2 separate regions of the Sus scrofa genome follow, and region 2 is linked to region 1. Evidence: chromatin contacts called from public HiChIP or PLAC-seq data. All regions are on one chromosome and are shown on one strand. The core of a region is the stretch at or near the end of the contact, and the rest is flanking DNA. Distances in the headings are between cores, read along the strand shown.

Region 1 (3,802 bases), core at 907-3,406:
GTGGTGTGGGCTGGCAGCTGCGGCTCTGATTTGACCCCTTGCCTGGGAACCTAAAAAACAAAACAAACAAACAAATGCTTTCAAGTCTAGCTCTTAAAAAAAAAAAAATCAGTGAAAATCCTCACTGCATCTACCCAGAAAGAAAACGGGCTTTTCCACTAGCATACTACCAGGCGGTAATATGTTACATCAGTACTGATGTAACAGGCACTAAAAAGATGAAAAGGCCAAACCAGAGGTCAGACTATTAGATGTATGTGAAAAATGAGCAGTAAGGCCGTCATAAGGGGCAACAAATAATGTAATTGCTTTCTTGCTGTAATAAAAGAGTTTCAGAGAACTTCTAGAGAAAGACTATTTTAATAATGGCTCACAACACAAATTAAAAGTGCATAAAGCCGACAGATATTTCACAGGCAGCCTGCCTCTCCTTCTTTTTTAATCTTTAACCTTCGTCAGGAGAAGAATGTGAAAGTCAGGCTCAACTTCCTCTGATCTCATTGTTCCCTACAAGAAAATGTATTTAATTCATATATTAACCCATGTACCTGCAACTTCCCCTTACTTGGAGTTTCCTTCCTGATTTCCCTCATTTGTTATTAAAATTTCTAGCGCTGGCCAGGTCACGGCCACACTACAGGAACCCGTGTCAGTTCATTCCTAGTCCATGTCATTTCCTTTCCAGTATTCTCCCTTTGCTAGCTCCACCTGCCTTAAAATATTCTGATCCCTTAAGCAACGGTAACATTATTGGCCTTTTCCAGGTGTCTCTCCTCTGGTTATTAATGCCCAAAGTCTGCCTAAAATACCAAGCAGGCAGGAAATAGCAAGCAGCCTCTCCGCTTTCAAACATGTAGAAAATGTTGGAACTTCTGTATGGTGCTGGATTTCCTTTAGGGAAAGTCCGAACGATGTCTTCACTCAAGTACTTGGGAAGGAAGCTTGGTATTTCCCACACTTCTATCTAAGCTTCTTTGGTGGGTGGGAAGAGGGAAAGGAAAACTCCTGATGAATTGCTGGGAGTGACAAGAAGAGTCTGCAATTAAAGCAGTATCTTGAGATTCTTTTTCCGCAGACTCAGAGACTGCGGAGATAGAGTGAAAGAACTAAAGCCACAGGCACTGGATGAAAGCAGGCGACGAGACAGTTTGCCAGCGGAGAGGTTCACGCCTAGCCCTGTTTGCCAAATAAGGTTCCCGAGCCGGCTGTTTCCGAGGCCAGGCGGGTTGCGATGTCCTCGTGGTCAGGAAGGCGGACTTGGGATAGGATCTGGCGATCACACCCTAGACCTGCCCTGCCCAGCGCAGCCACGAATTTTCTTTCCAAGCTCTGCCCTGTCCATACGCCCTTCCTTTTTCCACTTATTGTCAAACGAACCGAAGGCACAGCCTTTAAAAAGCCCCAACAAGTACGCAAGTACTAATAAATCCGGCGTTCACGGCAGATTTGTTTTTTTAAAAAAGCTTTTATTTCTGGACGCACGGAAGTTTCCCCCTAACAGGTTACACAATCCTAAATATGCGGGGGAAATACACGCTTCTCGGCGTGAGAGCAAATAAAAAAAAATGCACACGCCATTCCCGTTTAGCCCCGCTTCCCACCCACACCGCCCGGAGATTCGCACAGGACGATTGTGCCCCGGGACGCCTAGGTGGGTGCCCGGCGGCGCCCCGCAGCCGGATCGCAGGTCGGTGCGGGGGTGCCCGGGGAGCCCCTCCGCGCTCGCGCTCGCCACGCCGGGCGCCCGGGTCCCGCGTCCCTGCCTCCGCCGCGCTCGTGCCGGCCCTCCCGGGCTCCGGTGCCCGTCCTCTGGCCTGGCGCCCACTCCCGCGCCGCCTTTTCCAGGGCGCTTCTCCTCCCAAGCCGTTGGGCGTCCAGCAAACACCTGAGAAACCTCCCAGCGCTCAGCGCGCCTCTCCTCTCCCCTAGCTGAGCGTCCACCCAAGCGCTCGGCGCACGGCCACCCCTTCTTTCCCTCCTTCCTACCGGGGATCGCAGACGTACATCCCCGGCGGACGGCAACTCACCTCGGGGCCGCAGCGGCTCTGCCTCCGCCTCAGACGAGAGCTGACAAGTGACTCCGTTGCGTGCGCCTTCCCCGCCGCCCGCGGGAACTTCCGCCTCCTGGCTCCTCCCACCCGCCCCGCCCCCGCGCCAGGACACGCCCCCTCGGCTCCCGGCCACGCCCTCGGGCCGGGCAGGGCTGCGCCGCGCTGGGAGCAGGCTGCTTGCGGCGGCGCCCAGCTCGCGGGCTTGCTGGGGCGAGCTGAAGCCGTCGCGGAAAAACAATTGCACTACCTAGTTTCGGTGGGAGTAGTCTTAGGGGATTTTTGTCCGCCCCGCCTGAATGTTTTGTACTGGAAGCATTTCTCTCTCCAGAAACTGAATTGGCAAGCAGTTGCTTTGGCTAAAAATAGGAGAGGGCTTTTGATAAATCCCTATCAGTATGCAAGTTCCGCGGCTACTGCCTGGTTTTTTTGAGAGAGCTTTGTGTGCCCTAAGAAGTGAAGACCCTGAAGTTTACTGAGCAGGAAGGTGAAAATCAGTCACTTTAATATTAGAAGTTAGGTCCTCTGATCAAACCAGAAGATCGAGATACAGAGCAGCTGCCCAAAGTGGTTCAACCACTATAACCTCAACTTACTTTTCTAAGTCCAGCTCAGTGGTTCAGTTTCCAGTTTGTAGAAGATTGTTTGATTTAGCTCAAGGAATTTATTCACAAGTAAATTTGAATAGTGGCCATATGGAAAGTAACTTTTTGGCTTCTTCAAAACTGTGAATTGCCTTATAAAACGTGAAAAAGACAATTCTTAACCAAGTGACATGTAAAGCACGGATCACGAGGTCCATGAATACACTAGAAGGACAAACGAAATTCTAGAGAAGATGCAGTCCAAAACGGTAGCCGCTAGTGAACATTTGAAACATGGCTACTGTGACTGAGACCCTGAATTGTTTGTTTTACACAAGTTTGCTTTAAATTAAAAACTGAAGCAGGGTAACATGCTTATGTTAAACACAAATTATTTGGGTAGGACTACATTTGACTTAATCATTGAAAATTTAGTGCCCAAATTGAGCTGTAATGAAAGTGTAAAAATGCACACTGGATTTTGAAGACTTGGTATAAAAAAATACAATGTAAAATACATCAATAATTTTAAACTGATTGCATGTTGAAAGGATAAGAATTTTTTAGTGTTTGGTTAAACATATAATTAAAATTAGTTTTGCCTGTTTTTTGAATATGACACTAAGACGTTTTAAATTACCTATGTCGACAGGCATGATGTTTTCATTGGACGGTGCTAGTCCATAGTTTTCATCACATTCTCCAGAAGACTGTTGGAAGGAAGGTTAAATATGTGTTAAAATATGTTGTCATATTTGACTTTTCACTCCCCAAATAAATAAATAATTAAATAAATAATAACAATAGCTTCCATTTATAAATGGACAATGTGCTACACAGTGTAGGGATCCTTACGGTAACTTTGGGAGACAAATCTCATCCCATCCATAGTCAACAAAATTGAGGTTGCAAGAGATTACAGCTTGTGACAGTTGCATAGGGCAATGGCCAGAATTACCCTCTAAGAGTCCCATGTCTGCTTCTCCTCTCTTTGCTGCTGACACGATTTCATTTGAGCCTGAATCAACTCAGATTGATTAAAGATATCAAGAAGTGGAATTCTCCAGTGGCTCAACAGCTTAAGGATCCTGGGGTTGTCAGTGTTGTGGTACAGGTTCTGTCCCTGGCCCCAGAATTTTCACATACCACAGGCGTGGCCCAATAAATAAA
Region 2 (3,706 bases), core at 1,200-3,699, 230 kb after region 1:
TCCACTTAATAATCATTCTACCATTAAAATATTTTAAAATGTCATTTTAAAAGTAACTTTTGGGATTCTGTTGTTATGTTTCAGTAAAAGAGCAACAAATAAAATGTGGATATCAAGGATGATGTTACATATTACCAATATTGGCATGGTCATAGTAATTTAAAAGCTGCTTGTGAAATACTGAGTTTTGCATTTTAAAAAAGGTATTACTGAAACACATTAAAACTTCTAATATCCCTTTCACCCTTTATAAGAAATTGTATAATGTAAATGATTAAAAGTTTACACTTAGGAATTAGATATTAATGCCTGTTATCTGAGTTCTGATTTATCAAATTCCTAACAACTTAACCTTCTTTGATCTCAATCCTGCAAAATATGGGTAATGATATTCTGTAGGGTTACTGTGTCAATTAAATGATACAAAGTGAGGCACTCCATCTGTACTACACCTGAAACATAGTAAGACTTCAAACATATTCTTTTTTTTAGTTAAAAAAATTATTTTATTTTTCTTTTTTGCTTTTTAGGGCCACATCTGCAGCATATGGAAGTTCCCAGGTGAGAGGTGGAATCTGAGCTGCAGGTGCCGGCCTACACCATAACCACAGCAACTCCAGATCCAAGCCACATGGGATCTACACCACAGGTCATGGCAACGCAGATCCTTAACTCATTGAACAAGGCCAAGGATCCAACCCATGTCCTCATGGATAACAGTCAGATTTGTTACAGCTGAGCCATAATGGGAACTCCTCCCAGTCAGGTTCTTAACCCACTGAGCCACAGTGGGAACTCTGCAAATATATTCTAATTTTTAACTGTTTAAAGAATATAGATTAAAATGGGAAAGCTATTTTTTTGCTTTTTCTCAAATTCTATTGTCTCATGACTATTTGCTGGCACCATGAAGAATTCTCATCATTCATTTGCACTTTGGAGATCTCCAGGAAGTCAAGTGATTGGCAAAATCTGAATGTGATTTGTTCTTCATTTGTTCGCAGAGGTTGTCTTCTGGCACCGTGAATAAAGTCTAGCTCATAGTAGGTGATCAACATTTTTTGGAGGAATACTGGAATGAATGTAAAAGTCTGGCAATAACAGCTTCAAAGTCCAGCGCAGGACTGGATCACCTAGTTGTTTTTCCAGTAGCAACCATTCTGACCTAAATTCTGTTTTCGCTTCCAATACTTGGCCATATTCTAAGAACTGATATACAAGTGAAACAACTATGGATGGATAATCAGTTGGAAGTATATGGTACCTAAGGTCTGTAAAGCTGTATTTAAAAGGGCATGGTGAAGGACACTGCATCAGTATGAATGACATCAAGAACAAAAATTAGAATCTCTTCTGCCTTTCTTCTTAAAAAAAAAAAAACAAAAACAAAAGCAAAACACTCTATCTCTTGCTGCTACATCAATTTGCAACGTTGTAACTCACCTGTTTTTTCAGTTACATCTGAATCAGGGGTGCCTGCCCTGCTAACTTCCCCTTCAGCATTCTCCTCTTCAGCACTAAGAGAAATCGGTGAAGAAGGGCCAGGCCGGGAGGGTTGAGGTGTTGCTTCGGGCGCTTCCTCAATCTTATTCCTTTTCTCAAAGCGAAAGCGGTCCAAGTTGAAAAGATTCATATTGGTAGAAACCACTACCTCGTGGGGTTGGGCGCTTTAAATGAACTATCTGCAGGGAGAAAATAAAAAAAGAGAAAAAAAGAGGCCATGAAAACAATATAAAATACAAAGCCACAGCAGGTCATTCCCAAGGCAATTAAGAGCCCGCAAACATGCCAGTGGCTCAGAATGACTATTATGGCTGCGACTCATTGTTAGGCCACAACAAATAGAAGGTGGACAGGGGTTATCGTTTAAAATTTTTCCAATGCTCTTTTTACTCCCCTTCGCTGCCCACCCCCCTCCGCCCCTCCTTCCACACGCTGACCCTCGTGCAACCTCCTCTTACCCCAGCACGCGCAGGCACGTTCCCCACGCTAACCCCCCTGCGGGCAGCGCGCCCGCCCACAGTGAGAGGCTCCCTGCACTACGGTGCTCCCTGCCTCCAGAGAAGACGTGCCAGGGCCGGTGCCTCGACACTGCGGGGACACAAAGGGGCCAAAGGAGGGGAGCGGCGGAGGCCGTGCTGGCGGGCACCCGCCCGGAAGTTGACGCGGCGCGATCCCAGCTGAGAGGAAGCTGATAGGATCAGAACGCACAGGGAAGGTTGGGTAGTGGAGAGTGTGCTGCCGCATCTCTTTTAATGCTCGCTCGCTTGCTATCTTTCTTCCCTTGGTACTTACGCTTTTGCAGTCGCGGTGCGAGGTAACAAAGGTTGAAATGAAAAAAATAATTCCTGGCGTGGAGCGACGGTAGCCGGGCTGGGACCTTCTAAAGCAGCAGGGAGAAGCCCAATGAGCGCGTAGTGATGACGCAACACGCATCCTAGACTTTTCTCTTCGACGACGACGACGTGAAAGAGGAAAATGTCTAGGCGCGCGCTGTTGCTATGGTAACTCGCACCCGCCTCTTTGCCTTGGAAGGGCGTTTGTGGCCTGTTTCTCCAGGTTAGCCAGAAAGTTGTTAAATAGAACAATAATAAATAGCACAATGGCAACAGGTAGCATAATAAGAATATTTACTATAATATTTGATAAGTTATAATTTATAATATTTACATAATATGTGGACAGTAAAACATCGTTGTTGTAATTGTTTTACGTATAATCTCAACCCTTACCAGAAGCCGTTTCTTTTCTTCTCTTTTAACAAAATGAGGAAAGCGAGGCCAGCAGATTTTAGGTAGTTTATTAGAAAGGAGGAAAACCCGAGTATGTTGACCTTAAAAGCATATAAACTGCCTCCCAGTGTTGGCTGGGGTGTTCCTACAGTGGAGTATGACAATTAATTCACTTATCTTGATGCAAATATTAACTTAAGGATATTTATACTCTTTGTTTAGCATTAGATGAAACACGTAATTTTCTGAGTCGTAATTTGGTCCTCTTGTTGGCATTTCCTTTAAAGAAAAATTACTTCAAGTCATTACCCTGTTATATTGTTCAGTGTAAACTTGAATTAGCACTCTGTTCTCTTTTTTTTTTCCCTTTTTCCTTCTAGGCCGCACCCGCGGCATATGGAGGTTCCCAGGCTGGGGGTGGAATTGGAGCTGCAGCTTCTGGCCTACACCACAGCCCACAGCAATGTGGATTGGAGCAGGGCCGCCGCCTAAGCCACAGCTCATGGCAACCCGATCCTTAACGCACTGAGTGAGGCCAGGAAGTCTTCCTGGATACTAGTTCACTGGTTCCACCGCTGAGCCACAAGGGAACTCTTGGCACTCTGTTTGCTAAATCAGTGTTTTGAATTGTTTAACATGAACCCCCTTATAAAATTGTCTGGGCCCATAAAATGTAGGCTCAATGACTGAATAATTGAGATTTCCATTGTGCCTATCTTTGATATCCCATGAAATGCCCTGGATTTATGCATACATGTTAAAAGATATCATCAAGGCTACATCAGCTTGTAAATAGTAAATTATTTTTGGCAATGAAAAATGTTTGCTTTAAGATATATTCTCTCGGAGTACGCATCGTGGCGCGGAGGAAATGAATCCGACTAGGAACCATGAGATTGTGGGTTCAATCCCTGGCCTCCCTCAGTGAGTTAAGGATCCGGCATTGCCATGAGCTGTGGTGTAGGTCAAAGACG

What was found. HiChIP or PLAC-seq counts read pairs in DNA pulled down with a chosen protein or histone mark.
Region 2: a contact with region 1 is called in an H3K27ac HiChIP or PLAC-seq map of alveolar macrophages. The contact joins the promoter of SMARCAD1 here to the promoter of PDLIM5 in region 1. A contact is called at or near these places in 2 of 47 Hi-C or Micro-C datasets (heart right ventricle and liver) and 1 of 2 datasets of contacts at active chromatin or transcription factors (alveolar macrophages).

Annotation. Positions count from the first base shown.
Region 1 is chr8:125,257,813-125,261,614 of Sscrofa11.1, forward strand. PDLIM5 (PDZ and LIM domain protein 5) reads right to left here and starts at 2,157. Exons shown (of 18, transcript XM_021101756.1): 1 at 2,028-2,157.
Region 2 is chr8:125,486,022-125,489,727 of Sscrofa11.1, forward strand. SMARCAD1 (SWI/SNF-related matrix-associated actin-dependent regulator of chromatin subfamily A containing DEAD/H box 1) reads right to left here and starts at 2,450. Exons shown (of 24, transcript XM_005666984.3): 1 at 2,296-2,450; 2 at 1,444-1,682. The coding sequence starts at 1,633.